Regions from separate parts of the Mus musculus genome. Here all the other regions are linked to region 1. The links are chromatin contacts, called in public ChIA-PET and Micro-C maps. All regions are on one chromosome and are shown on one strand. The core of a region is the stretch at or near the end of the contact, and the rest is flanking DNA. Distances in the headings are between cores, read along the strand shown. Region 1 overlaps Ptpn12 (protein tyrosine phosphatase, non-receptor type 12). Region 2 overlaps Gsap (gamma-secretase activating protein). Region 3 overlaps Gsap (gamma-secretase activating protein).

Region 1 (4,364 bases), core at 796-3,295:
GTTTGAAACTGTGGAAGACACAAGGATCAGAGTCCCTTCTCTGAATGTGTATGTGTATGTTTCTTGTATATGTTTCTTTTGCTAGTTCTATACTATGTTCATTTTCTCTGTGTTATAGGCAAACTTTATCTTTCATAGCTTGAAATTTGCTATGAATATGTCAGTCAGCATTTTGTTAAAAAAAAAATAGGTTCAATGCTTAGTTTTCCTTTTACATCATCTTTTTCCCCCTACCATTGCTGTCCATCTGTCCAAGTCTCCTCTCCCTCCCCACCCCCCCAAGGCAAGAGCAAGTTTTAAATAATTCTTAAATAATCTCTCTGGGATAAAACTTCATTTTTATATTCCCCTAAGACTAATCTTTTTCTAATATGAAACGTTTTTCAATGAAAAAAATTGACTAGACTGCGCTCTTCCCAGTTGTTTATGTTTGGTTGGTTGGTTGGGGTTCTTTGCGGGGAAGGGGGATGAAACACAGGGTCTCACTATTTGGTTCTGGCTTCAGAGACAGACAGACAGACAGAGGCAGAGAGACCAGGCTGACCTTGAACTCAGAGATCCTCCTGCTTCTGCCTCCCAAGTTTTTGGATTAAAGGAATGTGACACTGTGCCTGTATCTCATTTGTAACATAAAAGTAAGAAATTACAGGACTAGATTGATGACCTAGCAGTAAAGAGCACTTCCTGCTCTTGCCTGGGACCAGAGGTCAGTTCCAGCACCCACACCATGACACATCCTGAAACATAACTTTCAGGATAGCCAAGGCCTTCTGACCTCTGCAGGCAAGCATCTGGTGCACATACATACTTATATATGTAGATAAAACACATAGAAATATATATGTACTTGGGAGAGGATAGTGCTTAGACAGGGCTTCACTGTAGCTTTGACTGTTGTAAAATTCTGTAGACCAGGCTGGCTTCGAACTCACAGATTCACCTGGCTCTGCCTCCCACGTGCTGGGATTAAAGGCGTGCCGCACCACCTCACAGCATAAATGAATATTTTTAAACTCCAAAACTAAAACTGGAAAAGGAAGAGATAGAAAAGGGAGAGATATTAAAATACTAGCAAACAAAATTTGGGAAAAAGTTTCAGAATATTTTAAGTATTTGTTTGAAACATCACTAAAGTTGTTTATTATAGTCCCCACTTGATTGAATTTATCTTAACATAACTATAAACCTAGAGCTTAGCTGGAACTGGATATAAAAATGCTTTTTAGCCGGGCGTGGTGGCGCATGCCTTTAATCCCAGCATTCAGGAGGCAGAGGCAGGTGGATTTCTGAGTTTGAGGCCAGCCTTTTCTACAGAGTGAGTTCCAGGACAGCCAGAGCTATACAGAGAAACCCTGCCTCGAAAAACCAAAAAATAAAAAAATAAATTAAAAAAAATGCTTTTAATGTCTCTCGAGACTACAGCTTAAAATCATTCTTTGCTTGTCAGTCTTCCTCATGGCTCCAGAATGTTTCTCTCAGACAACCAAATCCTACTCACTTCTTCCTGGTTCAGACTGCCGTCTTTCCTGGAGTAGAGTTGGGAGGTACAGACATACCTCAGTGTGGACTGGATACGCTGTGCGTGTGTCTTTACAGAGACGAGCCTGCGGGTCTGCCTTAGCTCTTTCACTTGTGTCGTGCATGGCCGTGGCCAAGGACACAGAGGCCTAGAAAGTAAAGTCAAATTCTTTATCTTAGGCTTTATCCATATTCAACGTCTTAGTTCTCCGAGTAATCAGTTTCCCATGATTTTGTCAGAATAACCTTTTATTCACACTTATGTGTTCATGTGCGTGTCAGTATGGTGTGTGTATGTGTTCATCTGTGCACTGGTATATGCACCAGCAAGTGGTGGTCAGAGGTTGACTTTCTGGCTCTTTTACACCATAGTTTCTGTGTTAATGTCTCTTGGTAAACTAGCACTGGGGTTTCAGGCCCCAGCGCCACACCAGCATTTATGTCAGTTCTGTGGAACTGCAGCCAGGTCCTCATACTTATTTACATGAGCACTTCCCTGACTTGAGCCGTCTTTCTCACCCCTTCAGAACTGTGTAATTTTTCCCCCACCTATCAGTTTTTTGTGGTCTCTGTGTTTCCTGCATGGGCTAGTCACATTCTGCTGCGTGATTCTGAGGACCGGATACGTGCATCTGCAGCACTGTCTGTCTTTGTCTGATAGCTAGAGCGCAGTAAATACTTGCAGTTATCCAGCCTGTATCTAAGGTCTGTGTGAAAACTTGGAGGGTATTTTACTATTTTCTGATAATGTTATATTCTTTGTTTTAGAAAATTCCAGAGGAATTTAATGTATTTAATTTAATACAAGAAATGAGAACACAGAGGCACTCGGCAGTACAAACAAAGGTAGAGTTGGTTTTTCTCTTTGTAAGTTATATTTTTGTAAGTGTTTCTCCTTGGATGCTCCTCACTGTCTCGTACTTTATCATTTCTCTTTATAATAGGAGCAGTATGAACTTGTTCATAGGGCTATTGCTCAACTGTTTGAAAAACAGCTACAACTGTATGAAATTCATGGAGCACAGAAGATCGCTGATGGTGTAAGTGTTCTTGGCTCACTAGCCTTGGCAGACTTGCGATCTTGTGCTGTAGGTGGGTGAGGTGGTCTGAAAAAGGAGTTTCGGTTTGGGGTTTTTGGGGAGGTGGAGCTGGGGGTTCAAGACAGGGTTTCTCTGTATAGCCTTGACTATCCTGGAACTCAACTCTGAAGACAAGGCTGATCTTGAATTGAGAGATCCCCACCTCTGCCTCCCAAGCGCTGGGATTAGGCGTATGCAATGACTGCCTGGCTCACAGGAGTTAACTTTTATCTGATGTGGGTCACTAACTCACTTTACTTTTTATCAGTTACGGTCCAGAGTTAGTGATTCAAACTGAATAAGTAAAATTTAAAAGGATCTTATGTCAAAGTCTACATTCACTATTGTTTCAAGTACAAACTACCTTTAAAAACTTAACTGCGTTACTGCTCTCACCCTTAACTACGTAATTGTACGTTGAGTTTAACTGAAATTTATTTTGGCGTGGCAGTATAACATTTTGTAGGTTTTTGCATGTACTCCATTGCTTGTTTGTATTGTAAGACAATCTTGCTATGTAGTCCCGGCTGTTGGAGGTTCTCTTGCCTCGGCCTCCTTGAGTACTGGGATGTAATATATATACATGCTCTTTAAGAACAGTCATAGGGGACTGGAGAGATGGCTCAGTGGTTAAGAGCACTGACTGCTCTTCTGAAGGTCCTGAGTTCAAATCCCAGCAACCACATGGTGGCTCACAACCATCCGTAACAAGATCTGATGCCCTCTTCTGGAGTGTCTGAAGACAGCTACAGTGTACTTACATATAATAAATAAATCTTTAAAAAAAAATAGTCATAGGGCCACCAGAAAGTCCCTTTTTGTCATGCTGTAACTCCTTGCTATATTAGCCTTAAATGATCTTACTGGAGCTGCAGATTGTTTAGTTTATTATTAAGGGCTGTGTATTTGTGTGTATACAACATGATGTGGGGTGAGGGATACATACCACAATGTGGAGATCATGTGTCAATCAAGGAAAATTACTTTTCCTGTAATTTTAGTAAAACTTTTTTTTCCCCTTGGCAGAATGAAATTACCACTGGAACTATGGTCAGTTCCATTGATAGCGAGAAGCAAGACTCTCCTCCGCCAAAGCCACCGCGGACTCGAAGGTACTCTGTGCCTTAGGGAATCTCCTCTAGAAGGATGCTTACTCTACTGACCTAACTAAAATGACAACATCGGATTTTTTCTTAGTTTCATAACTAGTTATTTTTTTAAGATGTAGGACATTTGCCAATTATTTGTTATTGATAAGCTAAGGTTTTTGATTGATTTTTATATATAATATCAATACTACACTATACTAAGATACATATTTTGGTGTTAGAATACGAAATATCCCCTTAGCTGCCTTTAAAATGGGCTAGGAGGACTCTCTAGAACCAGGAAGTCAGAGAACAGTCAATGTTTGGAGACACTGCCCAGATCCTCTCCTGACCAAATTCTACTGAAGGCTCATTTGTTCTATGTATGGCAGGCACAAAGGGAAGAAGCGAGACTGGAAAGCAGTGTTGTAGAGGCTTAAAGGAGAAAGGATTTTATTTTGTTTGTCTAAAGTTTGGTTTGACAGTGCTAGTGTCTCCTGCATGTGAGACAAGAATTCTCCTCTCCCCACCTCCGGCCCCAGGCCACATGCCCAGCCCTGAGGGAGGGCAAGCATAGCGCATGAGTGAGTGTAGTGAGTGTGTGTGTGTGCTCCCAACAGCATCTGCCTGAGATGAAACCGCATTCACACCTGGGTGCAACACAGAGCATTTAAGACAT
Region 2 (4,364 bases), core at 1,366-3,865, 250 kb before region 1:
CAAATCAGGCAACAATGAATTCCAGCCTCACTAAAGACGTTCCAAGAGCTCCTTCAGTAAGAGGCTTTATGACAAGTATTGGTGGATGATCCAGGGTAATTCTCTATCTTCAAAAACCTCCCTTCTCAAACAGTCCTAAGGTGTTATATAACATCACATTAGCAATTGATTACGCAGGCTCTTCAGAAGGACTCTCAGGCAAGCTGATCTCCCCCAAGGCTCCATCTTTCTCTGCCAGGCTGCAATACCTTTTGAAACCACAGTAATATCTGGGGCAGCAGAGGTCTTCTCGACATGACTGCTTCACCCTCTTGGAGCGGGACTCACCTTCATAAGAGGCAATGGGAGTTCCTCTGTCGTAAACTTTATTCCGGGAATTTCCTAGGACAGGGAAACATAAATGCAATGCATCACGCCCATGCACAGGCCTTCAGGGAACATCTTCTGCATAGACAGGGGACAGCCAGCTTCTGTTGTGCCCTAAGTTCACAGGAAACCCAGACGAGCCCAAGAATTGTGAAGTCGCAAAAGAGTCTTTTATTTTCAAGTTCGAACTCATTTCGCCCACCTAGCACTCACTGCATGAATGCTGGCAAGAGACCCTGAGTCCAGAAAACATTGGGTTTATATACAGTATAGGAATAGTGTGAATATTCACAGGAAAGGGGAGTAGAGGGTGGAAAAGTACTGAAGGGGGCGTTGGTTAATGGGTGTCTGTTCAAGGACTAATTTCATGGCCAGTCGTAACTGTCTCAATTTACCTTCTACTTTTTCCATGGTCTCCCTTGAGCTTGTTATTTCTCTAAGGTCTCAAGGACAGGCACCTGGAGAGTTATCAGGAGTGTTGGGTGTTGGCTTTTTGGAGACACAGAGGCAGTGACCTTCTGGGGAGGAGGAGGGGCTGTCGCAAGAGGATGCAGCACAGAAACCAGCTCTCTGCATGTAGTGCTTGCCGCTGGGGGCAAGGGAGGATGGGAGCCTCTGGCAGGGAATGCAGAGGCAGACTGTACAACACTGAAGTCTCTCTAGTATCAGTAATTCGGGGGTTACAGCACTTCCTGTGTGATGACCTCTACTTTAAATAACTTCCTAGTACAAAAATAATAGAAGAGTGTGTCTCTTGCTTTGGAAAAGTAAATGTTCTGGTTTTGTTTTGTTTTTTTGTGGGGTTTTTTTTTGTTTGTTTGTTTGTTTGTTTGGTTGGTTTTTTGTTTGTTTTTTGTTTTGCTAGTTTGTTTGTCTGGTTCTTTTGGTTTTTTGTTTTGGGGGGATTTGGAGTTTTGTTTTGTTTTAGGTTTTTCTTTTTTGTTTTCTTTCTTGGTCGTTAGTTTTTTTTTCTTTTCTTTTTTTGAAAGGGTTTCTCTGTGTAGCCCTGGCTGTGTCCTGGAATTCACTCTGTAGACCGGGCTAACCTCTAACTCAGAGATCCACCTGCTCTGCCTCTCCAGTATTGAGATTAAAGGTATGTGCAACCACCCAAGGTGGTTAATATTGATTCTCACCTCTGACAGGTCTATGAGGCATAAACTAACTGGGTGGATTGAGGTGGGAAGACCAGCGCTACATGCAGTCATCACCCTTTCTTGTGGGTACTGATTGAACAGACATGGAATCCAGTGGGGCCGAAGCACTGATCGCTCCCTAACTTCTGGCTGGGGTGCAGTATAGCCAGATGTCGCCACCATGCTTTCTCTGCCTCAAAGGATTGGATGGGAGAACAGTGGGAAAATTCCCCTTCTCTCTTAAACCAATTCTTGTGGGTTTTTGGTTTTTTTTTTTTACAACAACAACAAAAAAGTAACTTATGCAAGTTCTAAATAGCATTTTCAAATGTACAATAGTAACATTTAAAATAACTAAAATTATAATGCACAATTTAGAATTAGCTACAAGCAAGAATACTATCTAGTATTTTATTTAACAGTATGGAAGGCCATTGAAATGTATAGACTTTGGGTTCAATTAAATTCAGTGTATGGGTTTTTTGGTGTTTATTTGTTTTTGTTGTTGTTTTAGTTTTTTACAATAGTCTTTATTTTAAAAATTCAGTTGCTGGTAAGTGTGGCGCTAGCCATCTGTGGTCCAAATGAGAGGCTTCTAGGCTAGCCTGAGCTAAATAGTAAATTCTTTGTCTCAAATTTAAGAAAAAAAAAAATCCAAGTCAATCTTTTCATCTGGATGTGAGAACTTGCTGCTTCCTGTTGTAGCAAGTGTTAGGGATGATTGTGACTAGAGAAGGGTAATACTTGCATCATTGCTAAAGACGAATATAAACGCACAGAGCCTTTTAAGGGAACTTATTCCAACCACAAAAAGGTTTAAAGCCACTTGGTAAACCCCAAGATAAGTCTACTATGTGGAGGTTATAACTGTGGGTTTCTCTACATTTTCTTGTGGGACTTCCTGGTGCGTTATGTGTATATCCACAAAGTCTCCTGGGCCCCAGAGAGTCTTGAGGAATAAACAAATGATTCTCTGCCCATTGGCATGGTGGCTCACACAGCAGCCGGGTAAGAACACTGCCCAGGGACCACTGCTCCCAACTCTGCCTCTCCACACCTCAGTCACAGGACAGAAGAGCAGTGGGTAACACCCAGAGGGCCCTGAGGTGTGTATTTCCTGACCCGATGGTGTAACTTGCTGGCTTCCTGCCACAGAACCACACTCTGCCCACACAGTCCTAAGTTGTCTAAAAGAAAGACAAAGTGGGTGCCTAGAAAAAGGAGAAACCCGGTCTTACCCTTGCAATTTTACACCGTAGCAAAGAAATCTATTAACTATAATCCAAAAAAAACAAGCAGAGAAGGCCTTCGGGAAATCACTACTATTATAAGTATCAAAAATTTAGAAATTAGTCAAACAACTGTGTACGGCGGTACACGCTTGCAATCCCAGCACTTGGGAATGAGGGGCAGATGGATCAGGGATTTAAGATTGTCCTCAGCTACACAGGCAATTGATGCAGGCCAGGCATATATGAGCCCATGTCTTAAAACAAAAAGAAAACAAAAAAATTTAAGTATATCAAATGCATTTGAATATTTCTCTCTTTTTTTTTTTCTTTAGACAGGGTCTCACTACTATGTAGTCCAGGCTAACCTCCACCTGAAGATCTTCCTGCCTGCATCTCCTGAGTGCCGAATTACAAGCATGCTCTTTATATGCCTCTTAAGCAAAATACAAAGTGAAAAGTGTCACAATTTAGTATGTATTTCCCAATGTCTGTTGCCTAAATTAAATGTAATGCTCTGAATACCTTCTTAATATACCTCCTGCTTCATGACCAAGCACACTACTCCACCATCTACCTGAAAGGGGAAGAGGCAGGTGCTGCAGGCCGCCTCTCACAGAACAGCACTCTAGTGCATCACCGCCTACCGTAAAGGCGTCTAGACCAACAGGAAGCATCACTTTGCTTCGCCCTGAAGCTTTTGAGTTGCCTAATTTTCTTTATAAATCTTTATAAAAAACAAGAAAAGGGGTCCCAAAAGTCAAACTGTACCAAGTATTACCACAGTGGTCTAGCTATTACTCATTCATAAAACCTATTAAATACTTGAAACTGGTGAATGAAGGAGTAAAAGTGTCCTTTTATAAAATATGATCACTGAGGTTCTGTTCTGCCTGCCAGAAGAGTGACAGCCACCCTGTGTCTGCCACATCAAGCCTATTGCTTTATGTAAATACTTCCAGCCAATGGAAGAGAGTTACTGCGGACAGAGCATCCTTGGCCAAGGGGCTTAGTGGCACAAGTGAATCAGATTTGGCTTTTAAAAAATTTTAGATTTTGAAATCCTTCATATACATGAGGTCTTTTAGTGAGAAAAGAGAAATCTAAACATGAAATGTCTTTCAAAACACACACACACACTTTAGAAATATGCCTTTGAGTGTTCCCAAAGCATCCAACTTTTACTAACACAATAATACTCCTTTTGCATATGCATTTCAGAATATATGCATGTATGTATATAGGATTTTACCACATAGGATAAATTTTTCATATGTGGCACCATATTAACCTTTAAAATGCTCCAGATTTTACAGCAGTTAGATTTTGAGTTTTCTGGTTGTTTATACCCATCTGACAAGAAATTTCACTTCAGCTGCTTGTCAGTCAAAACAGAAGTGAAATTATAAAGCTGGTCACCGTAACAGGAATGATCTCCCCCTTCCCACAGTGGTGAGCACCGAGATTTTGTCACTTACTGTGTTCCAAGTCAGCACAGAGGAGTATTGTAGGAGCATGCCCATGTCGTCCAGCTCTGCATACACACTCCAATAGGAGGAAGCTGAGACATTAGAAACAGAGAAGTCGGCATAGTGATTTAACCAAATCCAGCAAACCGTGAGTTCTCACCACC
Region 3 (4,364 bases), core at 980-3,479, 210 kb before region 1:
AAGGTTCTCCTCTCCCAAGAGCAAACGCCAGCTCTTAAGACTCTACTATAGTGTGGTTCTCTCTCAAGTACTGTATTTTGGGCATGGATGTACAATCTGAGGGTCATACAGCAGTCTGGAATCAATGCCAGTTTCCAGTCCTGAAAAAAGTAACATGACACACTGGTCCAGGAAAAAGGTATTGAGGACGAGCCATTTTCCGGGATGTGGTCTAACAAATGATGAGTCCTGGGTTAGTTCTGTAAAAAATGGCCTGAAGGATCCCCTCCAGGGAAATTCCTGAACTGAGCAACAGTCAGATGGGAGGTTGTCTGGATTCCCTACGCTCCTGTGTCCTGGTCTCCCGTGACTAGTCCAGCTGCAAGCTGTCCTAGAGGTTTCCCCCAGGGCGTTGGGAGGCTGGGCGACATCCTGGTCCTCAAACTCAGCCCGAAGGAGGAGCAAGCTGATCTGCCAAACCAAACCTGTGACCCAGGCAGAAACTCGGGCCTGAAGGGGGCTAAGCTGGCATCCTACCTCACTCCTCACCTCCACCCAGACTGCCAGAGGCAAGGCGGGAGAACCAGGCACTCCCCAGTAGCCTAGTCCTTGCTGGCCAGAGAGCACAGTTGTTTCTGCTGCAGCCCTGGAGGGCCAGGCTAGCTATGAGACCCGCAGCCACAGCCCTTCCTGTGGCCTAAGCTCCGACGTCCCGGCTCTGGAGCTCTGGAAGCCTATGGAGACTCAGTCTACTTGGATGTCTGGCTATAAACTGGGTAGGGAGGATGCCCTGTAGACCCTGCGGGCCACATTTGACTCCCTCATCTGTATGTGGAGGACTGTGCTTTTCCTTATTCTCTTTTCTGAGAGGTCTTAAGCAGCCTGGGTGTCTTAGGGTTTTACTGTTGTGCACAGACACCATGACCAAGGCAACTCTTATAAGAACAACATTTAATTGGAGCTGGCTTACAGGTTCAGAGGTTCAGTGCGTTATCATCAAGGTGGAAGGATGGCAACATCTAGGCAGGCATGGCACAGGCAGAGCTGAGAGGTCTACATCTTCATCTGAAGTCAGCCAGTGGAAGACTGACTTCCAGGCAGCTAGGATGAGGGCCATAAGCCCACACCCACAGTGACACACCAACTCCAACAAGGCCATACCTCCTAATAGTGCCACTCCCTGGGCCAAGCATATACAAACCATCACACCAGGATTCAATCACCATAGTTAATGATGGGCTCAAAATGTTTAATCCCTCTGCCTGTACCTGAGGAATGCTGGGGTTAAAGGGGTTTTGTTTAATTTGGGAGGATGTGTTTTGGTTCTGCCCTGGAATCTGGAGTGAGTCTCCTGCCTCAGCTTCTAGGGTGCTAGGCTACTCACCCAGTGTTGTGAGAATGGGGGGGGGGGGACTTTTTTTTTCTTTTTAACATTAGTGTCTTTAATTTTTTGTTTGGGTTTTTTTTTTTAATTTTAAGCAAAAAGTTTATTTAAGCGACAAGACACGACTTGAAGGGGAAACTATCTAGGATCATTTTATTCAAGAGTAATTTATCCCTTCTTAAATCAGATTGCCCTACATGTAACCGCTACGTACAAAAAAGTAATAAAATTGCCCTTGGTTTTACAGTGATAAATGAAAAGCATTAAAATTCTCCAATTGAACAAGGTATGCAAGGATTTTATGCTGTTGGGTTATGCTCTTTTGTTAAAGCAAACTAACTTACTGGAATCTAAGACAAGTGCTGAGTGAGCGTGCTTCTAATGGGGAAAGGTGGATATTTTCACAGAACCAGTCTGTCCCCCACAAACCACCTCCATCTGATGTCAACCAAAATCAGAACACCAGGCGTGTAGTTTACAAAAGAATAAAGAGAGAGAGAGAGATGCTTGTGTACATACTCCTGTTACTTTATGAACAATAAAGAAATGAGGGCAGGGGAATGAAAGAGAAGAGAAAACTATACTGTAGTAGTCAGGATGTGGCAGGACAAAATTGTGGCTTTCTAGTTGAGATTGTATTCTTGGTCTATAACAAGATTCTGGGGGCAAGTAGCAGGTTTTCAGTCTTCTCAGAGGACACCCCTGTCTGCCGTGGGAACACACCGGTCGTCGTATCTTCATCCTCCATTTCTAACTGTGCAGGTGTGTCTGCTTCATTGACTGGATGTCTGCCTCATTGACAAACCCTGTCATTTACAATGGTTTTCATAGGTTTGCTACGTGCTGTCTGCCTCTTAATCAAACTGCACCACAAAAGCATCCTGCCCCACCACCTTCAAATGGCTATGATCGTTGTTCTCAGTCTTGTGTCCTTTCTGACTCCTTCCTTGAGCCGGAAGTCTCCTCAACTTCCTCTTCACAAAAGAGGCCCCAGGTCCACATGGAAGGAGCACACAGGCAGCACCAGGGGCGGCAGAAGAAGGAAGCATTGGAGGCTGTTTTTTCTCCTTTGTGGCAATTTCAAGCATCACGTTGCCCAGATCTCAATCTCTCAATCTGGTGGTTGTTGTTGTTGTTCATTAGAGACCTGTTGTGTACTCATTTCTATCAATGGCATAGTAATAAAATTATTGGTAGAAACTAAGAAAAGAAAGCCTTGAGGGATTTGGGGAGATGAGTCAGTGGGGAAAGTGCTTGATATGCAAGCATAAAGAACTGAGTTCAGATTCTCAGCATCACATAAAACAGGCAGGTATGGCAGTGTTTATGTGTAACTCCAGAGTGGAGACCAGCTGATTCATCTAACTCATGGGCCAGCCAGTGTGGCCAAATCCATGTGCTCTGGGTTCAGTGAGAGCTCCTGACTCACACAGAAGAAAACAGACCTACGGAGGAAGGCACCTGACGTTAAACCATCCTCCACATGAGTTCACACTCCACACTCGTGCAAAAATATTCTTACATGTACACACTCCTTCTGAACACACAAACCACTTGAAAAGGCAAGCAGCATTAAGCTATTATGTTGACTCACAAATATAAACTACAGAATGGAAAGTCAAATGTTTGATGAGTACCATGGTTTATGATGGGGGAAAAAAGAAGAGAAAGAAAGAAAGAAAGAAAGAAAGAAAGAAAGAAAGAAAGAAAGAAAAGCCAAGTGGCAGGACAGCACATCGATTCACAAAGCTGCCTTCCTGTTGACAGGACAAAAGCAATGATGAGTGATCTAGTTTCGTTCTGTTGCTATGACAAACACCATGACTAAATGTGGCTTAAGGGAGGAAAGGTGGCTGTTTGTTTGGCCTACACACCCAAGTCGCAGTCCATCCATGAGGGAAGTCAGGGCAGGAACTCAAGCAAGACCTTGAAACAGAAACCACTGACAAAGGCTGCTTGCTGACTTTTCAGAGGCTCATACTTAACTAGATTCTTGTATAGCCCAGAACCACATGCCTAGGGAATGGTGCCACCCATGGTGGGATGGGCATTCCTGCACTGATTAACAGTCAAAAGGATCCCCCCACAGACACATCCACAGCTCAATCTGATTTGGACAATCCCTTAACTGAGAATCTTTTCTCAGTTGACTCTAGACTATGTCACCCTGACAGTGAGGAACTGTGGGAATCTGCTTGGTACCTAAAACATGGCTCCAGAAATAAGAAAGGCATTTGGTGTTGAAGAGAGTCAAAAAGAAAAATAGAATAAAAATATTGTGAAAATTGAGAACAAGAAGGGAAAACAATTTTCCTACTAAAACTAAATTATTACACAGACATTCTAACTGCATGAAAAACCCACCATTTGTGGGAAGCCAGGGAAAACTATAGAAAGAAAAATAAGGAATCACCCTATATCTGGCTTTTACAGCATGAATCCAACTGTCTCCAACTATCATTTAAATTATTTTATTCTCAATAGTATGAACCATCTTCCTCCACTAATCTCCAGGCCAGGCATTTAAGCAGTACCACTACCATAAATGTGGGAGTCAACCACTACCAACAGGAATGTCTCTGAATAATAATAGGCATGTCCTTCCCAGTGGAGATCTTGAGATAAACCACAGTTCCTTGGAATACGTATTCATCTGTCCTAATGGCATGAAGACTCTGGGGAATCTTTATGACAGTGGGGTTCCAACACAAGTGGCTACCCCAGATGCTGCCCAAGAAAGATCTACTGTATCCGGTGTCAAATGCAGCCCTACAAAGAAGACACAGAATTGACCCTGGGGCCTTTTCCTATGGAAGATCATTTTCTAAACAAACATCAACTATACAATGACCAAGGAAAGAGGGTGCTGGTAAAAGCTGACTATACAGTATGTGGATCAGAGAATCTTTTACTTGAAGTATGTTATAGGTTGTCTCTTTTGCAATGGGGAAAGAAATCGCATTTTAAACAACAGAGTGTTAAACAACACTTTGCAGGAGAC

The links. A called contact is a pair of places that touch in the nucleus more often than the background predicts. ChIA-PET counts read pairs in DNA pulled down with a chosen protein or histone mark.
Region 2: a contact with region 1 is called in a Micro-C map of the G1E-ER4 cell line. The contact joins two enhancer-like sites. A contact is called at or near these places in 3 of 15 datasets of contacts at CTCF or cohesin (CD8 T cells, the NIH/3T3 cell line and pro-B cells), 32 of 484 Hi-C or Micro-C datasets (the AML12 cell line, B cells, CD4 T cells and 22 more), 9 of 115 datasets of contacts at active chromatin or transcription factors (acute myeloid leukemia, astrocytes, bone marrow-derived dendritic cells and 5 more) and 3 of 9 other capture datasets (adipose tissue, embryonic stem cells and liver).
Region 3: an RNA polymerase II ChIA-PET map of memory CD8 T cells shows a contact between it and region 1, with 27 read pairs. The contact joins two enhancer-like sites. A contact is called at or near these places in 7 of 484 Hi-C or Micro-C datasets (the AML12 cell line, bone marrow-derived macrophages, macrophages and 2 more), 1 of 115 datasets of contacts at active chromatin or transcription factors (memory CD8 T cells) and 3 of 9 other capture datasets (adipose tissue, liver and pancreatic islet).

Annotation. Positions count from the first base shown.
Region 1 is chr5:21,000,617-21,004,980 of GRCm38.p6, reverse strand. It overlaps Ptpn12 (protein tyrosine phosphatase, non-receptor type 12), which reads left to right. Exons shown (of 18, transcript NM_011203.3): 10 at 2,287-2,364; 11 at 2,463-2,558; 12 at 3,624-3,709. Among named protein-coding and RNA genes, the nearest start is that of Rsbn1l, 51 kb to the right of the region's middle. Within about 2 kb of position 2,045, at least 62 of the 459 cell types and tissues checked have an H3K27ac peak or open chromatin away from gene starts, as enhancers often do. A contact at or near this core is called in CD8 T cells, the G1E-ER4 cell line, effector CD8 T cells and 3 more, where this site is marked.
Region 2 is chr5:21,253,887-21,258,250 of GRCm38.p6, reverse strand. It overlaps Gsap (gamma-secretase activating protein), which reads right to left. Exons shown (of 31, transcript NM_175437.3): 18 at 4,210-4,292; 19 at 328-381. Among named protein-coding and RNA genes, the nearest start is that of Gsap, 70 kb to the right of the region's middle. Within about 2 kb of position 2,615, at least 94 of the 459 cell types and tissues checked have an H3K27ac peak or open chromatin away from gene starts, as enhancers often do. A contact at or near this core is called in CD8 T cells, the G1E-ER4 cell line, effector CD8 T cells and 3 more, where this site is marked.
Region 3 is chr5:21,211,961-21,216,324 of GRCm38.p6, reverse strand. All of the region lies in intron 5 of Gsap (gamma-secretase activating protein), which reads right to left. Among named protein-coding and RNA genes, the nearest start is that of Gsap, 28 kb to the right of the region's middle. Within about 2 kb of position 2,229, at least 30 of the 459 cell types and tissues checked have an H3K27ac peak or open chromatin away from gene starts, as enhancers often do. A contact at or near this core is called in memory CD8 T cells, where this site is marked.